Linked DNA regions of Mus musculus: regions 1, 2, 3, 5 and 6 are each linked to region 4. The links are chromatin contacts, called in public HiChIP or PLAC-seq and promoter capture Hi-C maps. All regions are on one chromosome and are shown on one strand. Each heading gives the region's core, a stretch centred on a gene start, on an enhancer-like site or on the middle of the called end of the contact. The rest is flanking DNA. Distances are from core to core; before and after follow the strand shown. Region 1 holds the start of Thop1 (thimet oligopeptidase 1). Region 2 holds the start of Mrpl54 (mitochondrial ribosomal protein L54). Region 3 holds the start of Zbtb7a (zinc finger and BTB domain containing 7a). Region 4 holds the start of Tcf3 (transcription factor 3). Region 5 holds the start of R3hdm4 (R3H domain containing 4). Region 6 holds the start of Dapk3 (death-associated protein kinase 3).

Evidence for each region. HiChIP or PLAC-seq counts read pairs in DNA pulled down with a chosen protein or histone mark. Capture Hi-C pulls out chosen DNA fragments and counts their contacts.
Region 1: a promoter capture Hi-C map of liver shows a contact between it and region 4, with 2.8 times the contacts expected there. The contact joins the promoter of Thop1 here to the promoter of Tcf3 in region 4. A contact is called at or near these places in 1 of 115 datasets of contacts at active chromatin or transcription factors (large pre-B cells) and 2 of 9 other capture datasets (adipose tissue and liver).
Region 2: a promoter capture Hi-C map of liver shows a contact between it and region 4, with 4 times the contacts expected there. The contact joins the promoter of Mrpl54 here to the promoter of Tcf3 in region 4. A contact is called at or near these places in 1 of 484 Hi-C or Micro-C datasets (B cells) and 2 of 9 other capture datasets (adipose tissue and liver).
Region 3: a promoter capture Hi-C map of liver shows a contact between it and region 4, with 2.9 times the contacts expected there. The contact joins the promoter of Zbtb7a here to the promoter of Tcf3 in region 4. A contact is called at or near these places in 2 of 484 Hi-C or Micro-C datasets (CD8 T cells and embryonic stem cells), 2 of 115 datasets of contacts at active chromatin or transcription factors (astrocytes and stem cell-derived neural progenitor cells) and 1 of 9 other capture datasets (liver).
Region 5: a contact with region 4 is called in an HNF4G HiChIP or PLAC-seq map of pancreatic cancer cells. The contact joins the promoter of R3hdm4 here to the promoter of Tcf3 in region 4.
Region 6: a contact with region 4 is called in a promoter capture Hi-C map of liver, with 2.8 times the contacts expected there. The contact joins the promoter of Dapk3 here to the promoter of Tcf3 in region 4. A contact is called at or near these places in 2 of 39 promoter capture datasets (erythroid cells and neural stem cells), 1 of 484 Hi-C or Micro-C datasets (B cells), 2 of 115 datasets of contacts at active chromatin or transcription factors (pancreatic cancer cells and pro-B cells) and 1 of 9 other capture datasets (liver).

Annotation. Positions count from the first base shown.
Region 1 is chr10:81,068,821-81,071,852 of GRCm38.p6, reverse strand. It overlaps Thop1 (thimet oligopeptidase 1), which reads right to left and starts at 1,770. Exons shown (of 13, transcript NM_022653.4): 1 at 1,575-1,770. The coding sequence starts at 1,590.
Region 2 is chr10:81,265,491-81,268,190 of GRCm38.p6, reverse strand. It overlaps Mrpl54 (mitochondrial ribosomal protein L54), which reads left to right and starts at 1,265. Exons shown (of 3, transcript NM_025317.2): 1 at 1,265-1,418; 2 at 2,384-2,540. The coding sequence starts at 1,301. It overlaps Apba3 (amyloid beta (A4) precursor protein-binding, family A, member 3), which reads right to left and starts at 19. Exons shown (of 11, transcript NM_018758.2): 1 at 1-19.
Region 3 is chr10:81,134,876-81,137,603 of GRCm38.p6, reverse strand. Zbtb7a (zinc finger and BTB domain containing 7a) reads right to left here and starts at 1,333. Exons shown (of 3, transcript NM_010731.3): 1 at 905-1,333.
Region 4 is chr10:80,432,271-80,435,042 of GRCm38.p6, reverse strand. It overlaps Tcf3 (transcription factor 3), which reads left to right and starts at 1,408. Exons shown (of 19, transcript NM_001164149.2): 1 at 1,408-1,723.
Region 5 is chr10:79,915,609-79,918,520 of GRCm38.p6, reverse strand. R3hdm4 (R3H domain containing 4) reads left to right here and starts at 1,591. Exons shown (of 8, transcript NM_177994.5): 1 at 1,591-1,698. The coding sequence starts at 1,637. It overlaps Kiss1r (KISS1 receptor), which reads right to left and starts at 1,550. Exons shown (of 5, transcript NM_053244.5): 1 at 1-1,550.
Region 6 is chr10:81,181,366-81,184,498 of GRCm38.p6, reverse strand. Dapk3 (death-associated protein kinase 3) reads right to left here and starts at 1,492. Exons shown (of 9, transcript NM_001190474.1): 1 at 1,403-1,492; 2 at 424-523. The coding sequence starts at 1,415. Eef2 (eukaryotic translation elongation factor 2) reads right to left here. Exons shown (of 14, transcript NM_007907.2): 12 at 3,089-3,133; 13 at 2,874-3,006; 14 at 1,990-2,610. The coding sequence ends at 2,417.

The sequences.
Region 1 (3,032 bases), core at 521-3,020, 640 kb before region 4:
GTTGGGTGATGGTGGTGCACACCTTTAACCCCAGTACTGGGAGGCAGAGGCAGGAGAATCTCTGTGAGTTCAAGGCCAGCCTGGTCTGCAGAGTGAGCTCCAGGACAGCCAGGGCTACACAGAGAAAAGCAAAAATAAGGAGGATGGGCAGCCACTGAGGAAGATACCCCCTCCCCACACAGACACGCGCACATGCGAAACGAAGGGCTTTGTATTACAAGTAGGGGCAGAGCCAGCCATGAGAACACAGAGTGCAAAGATCTGGAGAACTAGGATTGCAGCATCTTTCTGCAAACATCTGGATTACTGCCTCCATTTCAGGGCACCTCAAGTTCCTGAGGTGCAAGTAATTCCAATTATTCCTGTTCCCATGATCCTGATCATGACTGGGGGGATTATCTGCAGGCATGAGAAAATGTATGGGTGTGAGCTCCAGACGCCACCCCCCCCCCCCAAGGCCGCTCTCAGATACAGGAAGGTCACACACAGGGCCCTTTGGGCTGTTTCCCTAGTCCTCTGTTCATGGGTTAAGATAGGATCTTGCCAGATTGTCCAGGCTACCCTTGCAATTTCTGGAGGTGGGATCCTCCTAGTCTCGGTCTCCCACACTTGGGAAGAGAGGCTGGCACTGGCTCTGTTTCCTTCTCTGGATTAAGCAAGTCCAGGGGACCCAAGATGACTAAGCAGCTGGAGGTGATTGCTGCCAACGCAGACGATCTAGGTTCAATCCCCACAACTGACTAGGTGGAAGGAGAGAACTGATTCCCGCAAGCTGTCCTCTGACCTCCACAAGCACACTAAATAATGTTTAAAAAAAAATCCAAACAAGTCTTCATCTTTTTGGGTCACAGTCATGTCTACAACTGACGGGAATCCCTGCCTGGTAGCTCCACCATATGGGATGCCCCACACACATACACAGCAGACCTGGCAAGAGAAAGATGGGTCTCCCAACCAGCCCTGCCAAAGTGGGGTGACCATAGCCTAAGCCCCTGTGTTGCTGACTCAAGAGGCTGGAGAGGGAGCTCTGTGATCAAGCGTGCTTGCTGCGTTTGGTTCCCAGCACCCCTGAAAGGCAGCTAGCTCTCAACCACCTGTAACTGACTCCAGGAGCAGAGGATGGGCCACATTTTTCTAGCCATCATGAATACTACACACATGTGCAGGTACTCACACACAGACGTACAAACAATAGTTAAAAATAACAAATCCTAAAAATACAAAAGAACCTAGTTGGAAGTATTACTAGGTCCTCTCTAGATGCTAGATAGCACACTGTCCTGGCACCGAGGTTCCCAGGCCACCGTCTCCAGCAGCCTTCCAGGAACTAGAGCCTTTTACACCATGTGTGGGTTTTGCTCATCGCCCCGTTGGCAGTCCATCTTACCCTAGTTAGAATAGCAGGGAGCATGAGAAAAGTATTCTTTTAAAATTCAGTTTATCAAGAGGTTGAAGTCATGGGAAAGTTAGTTCATTCATTTTGCAGACGAAGGGGTCAGGGTCGGGAATCCCAAAGGTTCCATCTGCCCGAAGGAGGAGAGAAAGGGAGGGCCTGGGCGAGGGGCGACCGGTACCTGCGGGGGGCTTCATGGCGGTCGGCTGCGCGCGAGGCGGCGACGGCCCTCCTCTGGTCCTCACGCCTGTGCGGTCCGGATCTCCTCGGAGCTCGCCTCACCTGAGCCAGTTCCTCTGCTGTGGCTCTCAGACTGAGGCGCCCGCCGCCCGCGAGCTCCGAGCACGCTAGGAAGGCGCGTGCGCGCGAAGGCAGCTGGTCAACGCGAGTGTGCATGCGCAGGAACAACCAGTCTGGCGCCGGTGCATCGCGGTTCCGCCCACATTATCCCGAGCTTGCCCTGTCAGTGGTGCGATTTTGCGCATGCGCTGAACACAGTGGAGCCCGCAATTGGCTGTCATAGGTGAGTGAGGCGGAGCCTTACGCACCCTCGGAACGCCAGGATGCTGTTTCCATGGAAACCTAACACCCTCTCTGCCTTGCCTTTTCTGTGAGGATTTCACTCTATACAGGCTGTGTGCGTTTGTGCTTGGTCTGTTCGTTCAATTCATTTCTTTTTGTTCTTCAGCCAGTTCCTCATGACTCCACCTTCTGAGTTCTGAGATGACCAGAGTGCTCCAGCATGCCTGGCTTCCCTCCCTCTCTCTCTCTCTCTCTCTCTCTCCCTCCCTCCAACCTTCTCTTCCTTCTTTCCTTCCTTTTTTTGACACAAAGTTTCATGTAGCCCAGGCTGGTCTGAATTTGCTGACAGGCCTCAAATTCGTAGCAATCCTCCTGCCCCAGCTTCCTGGGTTCTGGGAATGCAAGTGAGAACCGCCACGGGTTTTTGCTTGTTTGTTTTGTTTTTGTAAGCTGAGTGTGCTGACTTATACCTGCAATTTCAGTCCAAGTAAAACAAAACTGACCCAACCTGCAACCTGCAGGAGTAGCCTGGACTATATACCTTGTCTGAAAAAACATGAGAGATGGCTCTGTGGTCAAGTGTAGTTGATAATCGGTGTACTGCAAAAGCCAGGGCTGGCCCCTCCTTCCTGCACCAGCCTGTGGCACGTTAAGATGCCTCCTAGGAGCTGTTGGCGGCTCCTGTTAAAATGTTGGCACCATGACATCTCCTCAGCCTGGAGCTGTCACAAGAACTGTCTACAGTAGTGTATCACCTTTCCCAACACAACAGAGGTTGCCCCTCAAGAACACCCCTGCAGGAGCTGTCCTACAGGAACTGTCCCACAGTGATAGGACCTCATCTCCAGCCTCCTTGAGCAGCCTCACAGAGATGGCGCCTCAGCAAAAGTTGGCTGTGGCCTGGAAGGACTTTCACACTAACCCATGGGCCTGATGCAGGGTAAAGAGGGTGAGGGGGAAAAAAGTCACCAATCCCCGAACAGGAAAACCCACCAATCCCTGAGCTCCTCAAGCTCAGGACTTGAAATTCCACCAATCGTTAATCTGGAAATCTCTGCCCTGAAAAGCCCTGCCTCCTAAGAAATTCTATGTAAGCCCCGCCCTTTGTCTAATTCCC
Region 2 (2,700 bases), core at 16-2,515, 830 kb before region 4:
ACACACTCTCAAACGGCCTGCTGGGAAATGTAGTCCTCGAGTCCGCTCTCTCTCCTTCCGGGGACTCGCCAGTGTTGCAGTATAGATAGTAGAGCTCAGGTTCGAATCCCGAGACTACAAGAACGGAGGCGAGGCTCAAACTGGCTTTTCTTTTCTAAAATCGGGTTCTGCATCACTTCAGAGTGTAACGGCTGAGGTAGGACATGGGCAGAAACCAGGGATGGTAAAGAGAGCCATGACTTGAAAATTTGGAGTGCAAAGGAAAAGTGGGAATGGAAGTTATTGAGGACGGACTTCCACTTTGTATCCCAGTAAGGATCTATAACGGTACAATCTAGACTTGAGTTGACACTGGAATTTGCATCACGGTCCTACATATAGATTAGGGACAATGATAATTCCTAAACTTAACTGTGTGATCTAAAAAGAGTTCACCTGGTTAGGTTTGTTAGCAATGAGTCTAGAAGATTCTAGTACTAGTCTATTTATTCTTGAGAGTCTCATGTAGCCTAGGCTGGCTTCAAACTCCTGATCCTCCTGCCTCAGCTTCCTGTGTGCATCCAGCCTCCATTTCTGCTACGAAGCCCCAATCACCAAACCCCACTTTTTTCTATTAGTGAATAGAACACATACGTATCACTATGTAGAGTAGGCTGGCCAGGAACTCACAGGCATCTACCTACCTCTGCCTCCCAAGTGTGGGGATTAAGCTGGGGTTCATCACTCCCATCATTCTCAGCTACCCATATGTTTAAGCCAAGATCTCATATAGCCAAGGCTGACCTCAAACTTGCTGTGTAGGACAGATCGACCCAAACTCCTGATTCTCTTGCCTCCACCTCCACATCACAACTGACTGTCCTAACTTTTAAGCTTTCAAAAATTCCACAAGGGATATAAGCATGATTTTGCTGTGACATTTAAAGTAAATAAAGATCTAAATACTTGTTGTTGTTGTCGTCATCATCGTCTGAGGCAGGGTTTCTTTGTGTAGCCTTGGTTGTCCTGGAACTCAAGCAGTAGCCAAGGTTAACCTTGAATTCAGAGATCCTCCTACCTGTATCTCCAGAGTACTGGGATTAAAGGTGTGCCATCACCATTTGAACTGGGGGCAAGAATTTAATGAAATATTCTTTGAACGGTCGATAGCTACAGAAGTTAAAATTAGTCGTTAGTCGGGCAAATTTTTTTTTAAAGACTACATTTCCCAGAAGGCCGCGGCGCCTCCAACACCTCCAAAGCCGATCTGGAGGGCTGACGTAACACGGAAGTCTGCACGTGCGAGCGGCCGGCCAGCGTCATGGCGGCCGCCCATCTCCTCCGGGCTTCCCGGGTGTGGGCCCGCTGGCATCCCCGGGCGCTCCCGGTCCTCAGAAGACCTGGAGGATTCTCTATCCGGGAATATGCTAAAAAGCCAGGTGAGTTGGCTCCGAAGGAACCAAAGTGGGTACGGCCGGAGCGCTGCTGGGGAGGTGGGGTTCTGAGGATTGACTGCGCAGGCGCAGCGTTACGGAGGCCAAACGGTGCGTGCTAGCGTAGTGAGGCCTGCGGGTGCGCCGCTAGCCTCTACGCTCAGTGCGCAGGCGCGGCCCTTGTGGGACAGGGCGGGACCAGGCTGGGTGTCACGCTTCAACTTTGAGTAAATCACCAAACATAACCAACATCAACTAAGTTATTGTCATTATTTTAATTTAAAAAGTAATGTGGGTGGGCAGGTTGGTTCATTGTGCAAGGTGCTTGCCTGGAAAGCCTTGAGTTTGATCCCCAGGACCCACATAAGCAGGGAAGGAGATGACCAATCCCACAAGCACTGTGACAGTGTACACACCCGTGATAATCATTATTTAAAATTATTTAAAAATTACGCTTTGAGGCGAACGTGATACCTTTAATCCCAGCAGAGAAGCAGAGTGATCTCTGTGAGTTCCAGGCCTGCCAGGAAGACCCCATCTCAAAAATATTTTTAGTGTTTACTTTTTTGTGTTGTTCCAGGAGAGCTACATCATGACATACCCTGTCTTCAAAAAAAAAAAAAAAAAATGTTGCCAAGTTGGCCTAGAGTTACCGAGCCATCTCTCTCTTCTCAGAATTGGTTTTTTGTTTTTTTTTTTGAGACAGGGTCTTATGACTCCCCAGCCTCAGCTCCAGAATGCTGGGATGCCAGGCATGTGCCACCATGTCAACATCACTGAATGGAAGAGGGGTTGTGTAGTATGGGCTGGGCCTTCAGGGCCCACGGGAGTGGGACAGGTCTGTGCCATAACAAGGGACCCTGTTATGCATGGAGAGAGCTGGGGCTGTTGGTTGTTGGAGGCCACACAAAGGAGGGTTGAAGGAGGGCAGAGCTGGGCAGGCTGAAGTGTCCCGTTCTCTCACTGTGCAGTTGGCAAGGGCGGCAAGGGCGGCGTGGCCGCTGAGGCCCTGAAGGACCCCGAGGTGTGCACAGACCCCACTCAGCTCACCACACATGCCATGGGGGTCAACATCTACAAGGAAGGCCAGGATGTGGCCCTGAAGGCAGACTCCGAGTACCCCACATGGTGAGTGTACCACACTGCATAGGAATCCTGACACCCAGCCTTCAGGAACATGGGGCTCCAGGATAGCCCCCTGAGGCCTGCTGTGCTCGTCTACCCTTGTCATGGGTGGTTCTGGATGCCAGTGAGTACACAAGACCATATGTCCCCAAAGGCTGAAGGG
Region 3 (2,728 bases), core at 84-2,583, 700 kb before region 4:
TCCGCCTCTTCTGCATAAACCCCGCCCCTGCACGCAGGCCCCGCCCAAACGCAGGCTCCACCCCCATGCAGCGCCGCGCCGGACGATTTCTAGTATCCATTGGCCCTCAGGTCTGCCACTCACCGCCCCTCCTCCGCAACGCCCCTCCCTGACCCGCCGCTATCGCGAGGCACTCTGGGATTTGTAGTTTATTCTCCAAGGCCACCTTCCAAAACAACAAGCACTGAAGATAAGCGAAAGAACTACAGAGCCCAGGAGAACCGCGACGACGCGCCCGCCTCCCAGACACTCCACCCCTCACCCCTTCCCTCCGCCTCTCTCGGGCCTTTTTTTTTTTTTTTTTTTTTTTTTTTTTTTTTTTTTGCAAAGCCCCCCTCCCTGTTTTGTCAGCCCCCTCCCCCCCTCCGCCAAGGCGCTCCATCCTGGCCAACTCCAACGTCTGCGCGCAATCCCGGATAGGCCTTCCCCGCCCCCCGCTTGCCCACTACCACTCGGAAAGGGGAGCGGCGCGCCCCGGGCCCTATTGCAAACTTAGCACGCGACGCACCCCTCAGCCCCCACCTTCGCCTTCGGTGAGGCCCGGCTCCCCTCCCCCGCGGGCCGCGCGCCGGGAACCCTGAGGCCGTGCCGCCCGAGTAGGGAGGAGGGATCGGGAGCGGGCTTGTGCCCTTCGCCCCGGAGGGACCCGGGCGGAGCCCCCCCGCCTCCCGACTCCTCTTCGGCTCTGGCCGGGCAATCTTGGTCTCCAGAACCCCTGAGCTACGGAGGCGCCCCAGATCCCCCATCCAGTCCGTTCCGCTCCGTACGGGCTCTCGGGGTGCGCACTGCGCCCCCGGCCGCGTCCCCACCCTGCAAGGAAATTAAAAAGGAAAGAAAGGAAAAAAAAAAGAAAAACAAAACCCACCTCTCCGGGAGAGGAGTCCCCTTCAGCCCGGGCAGCTTACCTCGCGGGGACCCGAGCCCGGAGGACGCGCGATCGGGGCAGCCCGCGGCGCGGACCTCGCTCGGGCGGGCGGCGGCGTCACTGCCCCTACAGTAGCCGTACAGTACGCAAAGCCCCGTATGATGCTCGCGACTCCCTTCCTGGTTTGTCCGAGGGCAAGAGGGGTCCTCCCTCGTCTTAAAGGTGCCGCAGCGCCGGCACCCCCACGCCCAGCCCGCCCCCCCGGCCACCGCGGCCAGAACAGGCTCTGCAGGTCGGCTCTTGCCACGTCCCGCGGGGCTGCGCCGCGAGAGCAGATCGGGCTGCGATTAGGGATTTGGGGGTGCCGGGCGGGCGGGGGGCGCAGCCCCGACCCATCGGCCCCTCCCCTGGCAAGCCCGTGACCTCTCCGCCCCGTGCGCGGCGCCGTGCCAGCCTGCTGGCTTATCTACGGCCCGGAGCACCCCAGGGTGCTGGGGGCGGGCAAGAGGGGCCCCTCGGGTTCAGGGGGTGGGGGCCGCAGATAAACAGCCCCGGCCTGTGCGCGCAGGGCGGGGTTCAGGGGGCGCGGGCTGTGCCCCCGAAGCCCGGGGCGGGGCGGGACCGGGTTGGCAATGGGGGCGGGAGTGCGGTGCGCACCCGGAGGACTGGGTGCCGGGGCGTAAGGGGCCCTCTGGCCCAAGGAGCTGAGATGAAGGCGAGGAAGTGACGGTCCCTTGCCTCACACCTCTCTCCAAGGCCACCAGGGCGCTGCCATGGTACCGCATCTCCCTTCTCTGAGCCTCAGTTTCCCCAAATAATGCAAGGAATCGAAAGGAGAAGAAAAGGTCTGTTGCAAGGTCGGCGAGGTTGCATCGGCGCTCCTGTCATCCTTGGCCTCAGTTTACCCAAGTAGTGCAAAGAACCCAGGAAAGGAAGAAAAAAGATCAGAGTCTGCATTTGAGCTCCAGGTCCCCTAACCCCCACATAAACCTCAGTTTACTCAAACTGCGAGGAACCCAGAGTTTGCAAGTACAGCTAGGTTGCTTTAGAGTGTCGGGTCTCCGTCCACCCCCGCCCCCATCTGCGCCTTAAATTACCAAAGCCATACCAGGGACCCCCCAGGGGAAGACTTGCAGGGCCGCGAAATGTCAGCTGAGCTCGGGGGTCCCGCCCTCACCGGTGCAGCCAGCCAGCAAACCTGCCGCCCCGCGATTACATAAAACAGTCGCCTCCACCCGGCTGTGCCAGGGGCGTAGCGCGGGGAAGGGGTTGGCGAGGGGCGGGGAAGGACGGTTGTTTTCCAGGCCTTGTAATTTTCCCCGCAGCCGGCTGGCTGGCCCGGCTGGTGTGGGGCGTGGACCCGGACCCTCGCAGGGGCGCCGCACAGCTCCGCAGGACAGAGGTGGGAAGTAGGAAAGTGCGAATCCAACCCTGCGTTTTCTGTTTTCTTTCTTTCTTTCTTTCTTTTTTTTTCACCCCCTTGTCCTTTTCTCTCCCACTTCCTCTCTGGTCGTGGGAGAGGTCTGGAGAGGGAGGGGAAGGCAGAGGAGGGGACAGGCGACATCCCGGTTCACCAGGCCTGCTGGGTTCGGGTTCCAGCACGCCACAGCCACCAGACGACCTGACTGTGGATCTGGCTCTGGGGAGGGGGCGGAGCGGGGAGTTAGAACCAGCGCCTGGCCTCAGTTTCCCCTTCAGTTCCCCTTCGTATGGAGACTGGCCATCCTTGCTTTAGCTTTAAGTGTGTCTGTCACAATATGAGATGTCAGCCTCCAAATGCCCGGTCCTTAATTTAGTTATTTTTCATTCATTGTTATTTCTGTT
Region 4 (2,772 bases), core at 159-2,658:
CCTTGATCTCTGACTGAAGGTGAGGGAGAGGGAGCAGGCAGCTACACTAGGGATCCTCTTTGCTGCCTGACCTGGACACCCACTGTGCCATGCACCTTTCTGCTGTGTTCATTGGGCTGTGAGCCCCAGTGAGCTGTGAAGACTGAGCAGAAGCTAGGCGCGAGGGACATATTGTCTCTACAACCCTCAGGGAGAGGCAGGGTCTCACTGGACAGCCTTAGCTGGCTGGCTTGCAACTTGCTTTATATAACCGGCTAGCCTCAAACTCAAACAAAGAGCTCCTCCTGCCTCCCAAGAGCTGGGATTAAAGGCATGGGCCACCACACCTGGCCTCATTATGTGTTTTTCTTTTTTAAATTTATTTTATCATATATTATATCCCAATCTCAGTTTACCCTCTCTCCTCTCAGTACCCCTCCCGCCCTCGTTGTTTCGTTGTTCTTTCTTTCTTTCTTTCTTTCTTTCTTTCTTTCTTTCTTTCTTTCTTTCTTTCGAGACAGTGATTCTTGGATAGCCTTGGCTATCCTGGAACTCACTCTGTAGACCAGGATGGCCTTGAACTCACAGAGATCTGCTTGCCTCTGTCTCCCCAGTGCTGGGATTAAAGTGCCGCCACCTCCTGGCATTTTTTATTATATGCACCACGAAACACCTATTTTCAAAAGACGGAAAAGTTGACCAATGTGGAGGTCCTTCAGCAAGAGAGAGAATGATCCATCGTTTCCTAGCCTCTCATTAAGGATCTGATATCCCATCCCGACTTTGATATACCCGCTCGAACACATAACACCCAGAGCCCATCCTAGAAACTCAAATAGAACCCACTTGACGTGGCGGCGCCGGCGGGCATAAGAACCCGAAAATAAAATCTCAAACCCCGCCCTTCCACCGCCTTCCCGTTGAGTTTCTCGCGGCCTCTTGCTCTGAGAATCCCGCCTCTGCTGTAGGGCGGGAACGCAGATGATACTTCGCAATAAATGGTTTGAGTTCTGCCAATCTAACCTCTCCACCTTCCCATTGGTTATTTGTAGCGGTCCTTATCTTTCAATCTAATGGTCCTTCCCGCTTGCGTCAAGGACGCTTCGCTCAGTGCGTGTATACCGCCGCGTAGGAAGATAGTTCCTAAGTCTTTCCCTCGGTTTGATAGAGACTATCTCTGCCGGAAGTACTTTAGTATTAGATACGGGTTGATTCTTGGTGTCATGGTAATCTTTGTGGGTGTTCTGGCAGTGACTGTTGTGAGGTGGTGTATGTTACTATCGCCTCAAGAGGTAGTGGAGGGATCTGTGTATCCGGTCGGGGCGCGGCTGCAGCGACTTAGGGGAGGTGGCTTTTGGCGACAGTGGGCGTGGTCACTTGGGGGCGTGGCTTCCGCGGGCGGCGCGGGGCGGGGTGGGGGGGCGGAACATGTCTCCCGCCGCAGGAAGATGAGGCAGCGCCGGCGGCTGCGGGCGTAGCGGGCCACCGCGGGCCACCGCCGCGCGCCGCCGCCTCTGCTACAGTCCCTTCCCGCGGGGCCTGCTCTGAGAGAAGCTCGAGAGAGACCAGGCGACGCGAACGCGAGTGGGGAGGAGGAAGGACGCGCGACCCCGAGCCCTGCGCGCTCCCGCCGCCCACGCGCGACCCTCGGGGACGCGCCCGCCACCCTTTTGTCCCCGGGGTCCCCGAGGGCGGTGGGCAGCAGGGAGCCCCGGTGCACCCGGTGCATGCCCCCGCCCAGCAGGTGAGCGCACGCGGAGGGGCCCCGGACGCGCGCGTGGGGCTCACGGGGACGCGCGCACGGTGGGGACCCCCCCCCTCTGCTTAGTGCATGAGAAAAAAAAAGTTGCCTCTGGGTCTCTCTCGGGTCCGCGGGGAGGCTAGGGCTGGGGTGAGCCCCCGGGGGAGTGTGCACGCGTCCCCCTTGCACAGGGCCCCGGGCCCGGCGGCGCATTGTTCTCTGTCTTCAACTTTGCGCGCCTGGAGAGGGGGGCGACGTGGAGGGGACGCGCGCACTTGAGAGCAAACTTTGCCCAGGCCTCTTTTGTGACGGTTCTCTGTGGACGGTCACCCAACTTCATCAGATAGGAATTCTCCAACTCGTGGGGATCTTAGGGGAGGTGTTCCCTTTCCATCTGCCCTTAGAGAGGGGGTCCTCCTGATCGGAGCTGGAGTTTGGAGGGAAGAGAGAGGGCCACCTCCTCATTCCATTAGCTAGTGGTTCCACAACTCGTGGTTATCTTAGGGGAGGTGTCCCCTTATCACCCACCTTCACCTCTTCACTTGAGGTGTCCCCTTGATCCTAGTGGAGTTTGGAAGGCTGAGGATTATATCGCACTCCACAATTTAGAGTTCCTAATTCTTGGGGATTTTGTGGGAGGTGTCCCTTTCCAACCCACCCCCACCCAGGGAAGTCTCCAAATCTCCATCCAAACTGGAATTTGGAAGGAAGAGTGAACCCAATATCTTCACCTCGTTAACTTGGGGTTCCCCAACTCCTGGAGATCTTGGAAGACCCCCCCTGCCACTTAAGGATGCCCCCCCCCCGATTTAAACTGGAGTTTGGAGGAAAGAGAGCAAGTCCTTTTGTCTGCTACAAGAAAGGGATCTCTGGGTACAGAGAAGGAGGGGAGACACAGGGACCCCGAGATGGGAACATCTGCTCTGTGTTAATGTGGGGCGCGGCACAGCTCAGGGTTTGGGACACGATGGTGGCCTCTGCGAGCCTCAGAACTTCCAACCTTCCTCCTCCCGCAGTGGCTGCTGGAATGGGGGAGGGAGGAGAAGGGGGGG
Region 5 (2,912 bases), core at 342-2,841, 520 kb after region 4:
GCTGGAAAGAGGCTCCTCTGCTAGCTTCGCAGCGGCCACTTTTATACCCCCCGCCCCCTCCCTTGTCCCCGCCTTCGCGTCTCCCTGCGTAGTAGCCGCTTCAGAGCCTTGCGCTCCCTCTTTCCAGAGCTATGCCCGGATGACAGAAGGAGGGGATGGGCTAAAGGAGGGAGGGCTCTGGGCACCAAGCAAGGGAGGGTCTTGGCCTTCTATGGGGGTTAGCTTCAACCATGGGCTGCAGGCAGATTGGCCCAGGCCCGCCTTCTGAAGAAGCCCTGGCAGAGTTTGCCTCTCCAGGACACTGGGAGCCATGATGCACGTCAGGACAGGACAGCACCTTCAGATACATTTGGCTGACTCTGACTGATAGTTACAAGGTTCTATCCAGCAGTGAGTTCCTGTCCGGAGAGTAGGCTCTTTGGAAACTATCAGCAGGAACTACAAGGAACTGACCTCAGCCACACCCTCGCATCCCTGCTAAATGTATCTCAGAGGCTCCCTTGCTCCCAAAGAGGTTAGCCTTGTCAAGCCACCAGAATACTATGCAGCAGAGAAAAAGAGGCTGCCATTTTCTAGGTGAGACTCAGAGGGAGTGTATTTATGTCATCCACAGGCTCATCCTAGAGGGCGGGCTGGAAGCTGGGGAGAGGGCTGAGTAACTAAGAAGCAGTCCTGGCTGAGGGACCAGGAAGTTTACAGCCTGGGGACTCTGAGGGTGTCAGCGACTGTGTCCTGGGGCTGTGGGGAGCAAGATGCAGACTGAGGGCTCTGCAATGAACCCCTTCCCTCTCTTTCAGCCACAGAACAACTCTGGTGTGATGTCAGGAGTCCAAGTCCCCAGGTCCCCTTCCCCTGAGTCCCCTCTGCACCAGACTCATGAGCTCGGCCATCGCTTCACCTGTCTATACAAACCCTCAGAGTGGATGCTTTCTTTTGGGTCTTTTGTTTTAATTAATTAGTTGATTAATCAACCAAGTGTAATAGTTTTTCTAAAAGCACGTGGCTTTCCTGGAGCCCAGGCTGGCCTTGAACTTGCTGTTGGTTAATGATGACTTGAAAGCCTGATCCTACTGCTTCCGTCTAACCTATGCTAGGCCAGGAGTGCACCACACCTGCCACTCCACCCCAATTAGGTTTTGTGGCTGAGGCTGGGCTGGAACTCCACTGATCTTGCTGCCTCAGCCTCTAGCTCAGCTGTGCACCACGGCCAGTTTCCCCTTCGCTTGTTTTCACCAGACTAGCTCTCACAGACAGTGGTCTGGAGGTGTTGGGTCTGCGGGCGGGTCCTCCTTTTCGGCCTCAGTCCCCTGCACTGTTCTGTCACCCTGGGACTGTTCGCGGGGCTCGCATACCCCTCCCGCATCTGCGCCCCAAGGAGCCTTTCGCATCTCCGCAGTCGCCCCGGGGCTGGTGTGCCCCACCGTCTCCTCCCGGGTGGCTCAGACTTTGTCCTCAGCCAGCACGTCCTGGTGGGTGACACCGCCCCATGTCTACGGAGAGGGAAACCGAGGCAGAGCTTCTAGCCCAGCAACCGCGGCTGTTCCTAGACTGTCCCCGCCCCGGGCCGCTGCAGACTCCGCCCCGCGCGTCACTTCCTTCGCGGCCTCCGGCCGGGCTGCAACAGCGGCTGCAGGCCATGGTGGCTCTGGACAACTCAGAAGGCGGCCCGGAGGCTACCCCGAGCGGGGAGACCAGGCTGTGAGCAGGGCCGCGGGGCTGGACCTCTTTCCGGGGCCCCTTCCTCCTCCCCGGGCTGGGGTCTCCTATTCCTCCTCCCCAGGCTGTTGGGGTCTCTCCTCCTCCTCCTATTCCTCCTCCCCAGTCTGTTGGGGTCTCCTCCTCCTCCTCGTCAGGGCTAGGGTCTTTTCTTCCTCCTCTTCCTCCTCTTCCTCCTCCTCCTCCTCCTCCTCCTCCTCCTCCAGCTAGGGCAGCTAGGATCTCCTCCTCCCTAGGCTGGGGTCTCCTCCTCCTCCCCAGGTTGGGGTCTCCTCCACCTCCTCTTCCTCCCAGCTGGGGTCTCTTTCTCCCCCACTTTCCTCTCCTCCTTTTTCTCTCCTCTGCTCCCTCCTCCATGTTCTCCTCCCCAACCTTCCCCATGGATGCTCTGTCGCTCCTCCGCCTACACCCCTTTCTCTGGCTGCTCACCCGCAGATGCAGGAGCCTCCTGCTCTGGACTTCTGTTGAGAGGGCTCTCTGACCTGGCCGCAGGCAGTTACCCTGTTCATTCCCCTTCTACCCCGCTGGACGGGAGAGCAGCAGCCAGGGGTACTCCCACTCTCTGTGATCCCCGCTGGCAATGGTGACTCTGTGTCTCTGGGGGGTCAGTTCCCAGAGTGGTGGGATGTGGTGTAGCCCAAAGCTGTGATGTGCTGCTGGTTGTTTGTGGCTACTCAGGAATTCAGGTCTTGTGACCTGTGGCCCTGACAGTTACCTTTGCGGGCCAAGCGCTGCCTTGGCCCCTGGCCAGCATGCTGAGTTTCTTTGTGCCTTGGTTTCCCCCATCTGGATGTGGACAGTTGACTCTTTGTCAGACTCGGGGTGGGGTGGCAAAGCCCTTCCTTCCATGGTGTCCAGTATTCTAGGGTTCTATTTGGTTCTACCTTTGTTGGTTGTACTTTATTATTTTTTTTTAATATTTTATTTTATGTTTATGGGCATTTTGTCTGTACATATGTAGGTGTGTGTATGTATGTTTGTATGTATGTATGTGCACCACGTGTGTGCCTGGTACCTGCTGAGATCAGATGGATCCTGGAGTTACAGATGGTCCTGATCCACCATGTTCGTGCTGGGAACGAAACCCCAGTCCTTCTGCAAGAGCGGCCATTGCTGTAACTACTGAGCCTTTCTCCCTAACCTGTGTTTTGTTTTATTTATTTGACTCAGAGTCTCAGGTAGCCTAGGCTGGCCTC
Region 6 (3,133 bases), core at 243-2,742, 750 kb before region 4:
AAGGCCAATCTGGGGGACATGAGAGCCTGCCTTTAAAAAACCAAAATCAAAATCAGCCAAGGCCAGGGTGGTGGTGCAATCCTTTAGCTCCAGCACTTGGGAAGCAGAGGCAGGAGGATCTCTGTGATGAGCAAGTTCCAGACCAGCCAGGAGTACATAGTAAGACTCTGTCTCATGGGGGAAAAGAAGAAACCGAGCTGAGAACAATCCCATAGCAGACAATGCTCCGAGGCACTGTCCCCGGCTCAGGGGCAGCAGCTACAGGTCTCTGTGTCTCTCTCCACAGAGGACACGAGAGAAAAGGAACTCAGGTTCCCTGTCATCTGGGAACCTGAAGTCTGGCGTGGTACCACCAGAAAACTCTGTGGCCACTGCTTCAAGACACTGAGGAGAGGAAGGGCACCCACCTCCCACGCCACTCACCTGCCAAGCTCCTCTCCCATCTCATAATGGTCCTCAACATCCTCTTGCCTGAATGTGGACATGGCGGCTGGCCTTCTGAAGGATTCTGGGGACACAGGAGCTGGAGGGACAGAGGAAACAGGAAATGTTTATCACGGATCCGACTTCTCCCAAGAGGCTTCCCCAGCATATGTGACACACAATGCCCCTGCCCCAGATTTTCTTTGGTCATCTACAGCCTCTACCCACAATTTGGTCATGGTAGAGCAAACCTGACACCCCACACTGGGGAGCGGAGGGCTGCACGGCTACGAGTTCAAGAGCATACTCAAATACTTGGTGAGTTACAAGCCAGCCTGAGTTCCATGAGACCAGCTCAAGTGACTGGAGAGATGGCTGAGACGGTAAGAGTGGGTGCTGTACTTGCACAGTCTCCAAGTTCAGTTTCCAGTGCTCACTAGTATCTCTAACTCCCAGGCCTGATGACCTCTAACGCTCTCTTCAGGAACCTCAGGTACCTGCGGGCACTGTGACACCCCTCTCAGAAACAAGCATAGATATAACTAAAAGAAGCGGAACAACATCTCTCAAGCAGTATATATATATATATATATATATATATATATATATATATGTACAAAACTATAAAACACAATACAGTGTCAGGTGCCCTTTACCCTAGCACTCAAGAGGCTGAGGCTGGAGGATTAAACAGAGTTCCAAGTCAGCGTGGGGTTCTCTACTCGAAACACTTCCATAGCGTCCGGCTCTTGAAATTCCTACCTAGCTTCCTCACCTGTCAATCATGCCCACCAGCACCCCGGAACTCAGGGGTGTCGCCGGAAACCTGACACATGCGCAGCAGTGTTGCTATTCCTAGAGGTCCACCCCTCGAGATTGGAGAAAGCCATGCCCCTCGCGGGTTCCCTCCCCTCGCTCCCGCCCTCGTCGCGTGTCCCTTGGGTCCCAACACAACGTCCCGGACCCGGCCCATTCGTACCGTCCTCAGCCATCGAGTCCCCGCCCGGTGCCAGCGAGGCCCCCGCGAGAACCTCCGGTACAAATCCTGAGACGGCATCTACGCATGCGCTGACAGCGCAGGGGCACACCTCCGCAAAACCCGAAAACCAGCGCTCATTGGACTACGACTTTAACCGGAAATTGAATGCACACGCTCATTGGTTAGCATCTGACCTCTCAGCGGAAGCGGACGTTGACTAGTGACGTCATCACCCAAGGCTAGGCGAGAGTCCAGTGCTCATTGGCCAGCCTGACAGATTCACAGGAAGGCTCGACACCGCCCTTGTGGAGCACATCATTATTGGGCTCCTGGCTGATGATTGGCTAACGCGAGAGGCTGAAAGCCAATAACCTGGAGCCGGGTATGCGCAGACCAAACCCCTGATGTGCAGGTCTATGGAGTGATTCAAGTTTGTGGAATGGACTGAGGCAGTACTGTGAACTCACAATAAAACCCATTCTGTCGCACGGGGTGCAGTGTGTGTGTTATGTGTGAATCACCGCAGGCCACCTAAGGGTAGCCAGATACCCTGAAAACCAGGAAAGCGTGCGCTGTACAAAACAGAGTTGCGAGCACATGTGGATCAACCACTGTAGTTTATTACTCCAATGATTCATTCCCACAGCCGGGCTGCAAGTCTAAGGCAGGCTGCCTGCCTTCCTGGAGGCACTTACCCCACCTCCCCCTCTGGGGGAACTCCACTTGGCCATGGACCCCAAAAACCTCTGAATGCATTTATTTAGACTTTTGGACATCTGCGCGTTTCCCTCTGAAAATGTTAAGAGCCGTGTCCCGCCCACCCCACAGCCTGCCAGTCCAGCCTGCAGAGAGATTCCCGCTATCTTGTAATTCCGAAATAAATAGAATTGGTAGCAAGTGAGTGCTGAGTGATGTCAGGGTGGCCCCAGCAGCCTCTAGAGGAGCACTGTGGGACAGTCTCAAGGTGTCTTCTGATGGGTGGGCACTGTGCAGCATGTGGCAGTATCAGGCTGCCTACAGTTTGTCCAGGAAGTTGTCCAGCGCTGGGATGCCCTCTTTCAGGCCCTTGCGCTTGCGCGTCTCAGCTACCACTTGGCTGGGGCGGCTGCTGTTGTCAAAAGGATCCCCAGGCAGGATCTGCCAGTGGTCAAACACGCACTGGGGGAAGGCCTGGCCGCCGGTGTTGGATCGCAGATCAGCGGTGAAGCCTAGACAGAAGACAGGAGACTCAGGTGACTTCCCTGGGGGGGTGGGGTGGGGGGGGGACATGCTTAGCTGTCTTGCCACCCCTCCCAGGAGGGATTCCTGGGTCCTTTGTTTTGGTTTCTCTGTGTAGTTTGTAGCTCTGTCTTTCCTGGCACCCTTAAGCAAGCTGGCCGTGATGACAGAAATCTGCTTCTGTTCTGCACCCCGCAGCTATATTACACAGGCCTTGCAGGTTATCTGCAAACCCCAGGGACCAGACACTCACCAAAGGACTCATTGACAGGCAGGTATGCCTTGACCACAAACATGGGGGTACCAGCCACCTGGGACTCCTCAAACACATGGCCACGCTTCCTGTTCAGGACACCGTAGATGCCACCCACCACTTGCTCAGGACACTTCGAGGAAAAAGAGAGAACATGGTGAGCAGTGGGCAGAGGCAGGAGGATAGACAGACACCACCTAAGATACACAAGTTACCTGGATCTCCACCAGATAGATAGGCTCCATGAGGCGGGGCTGTGC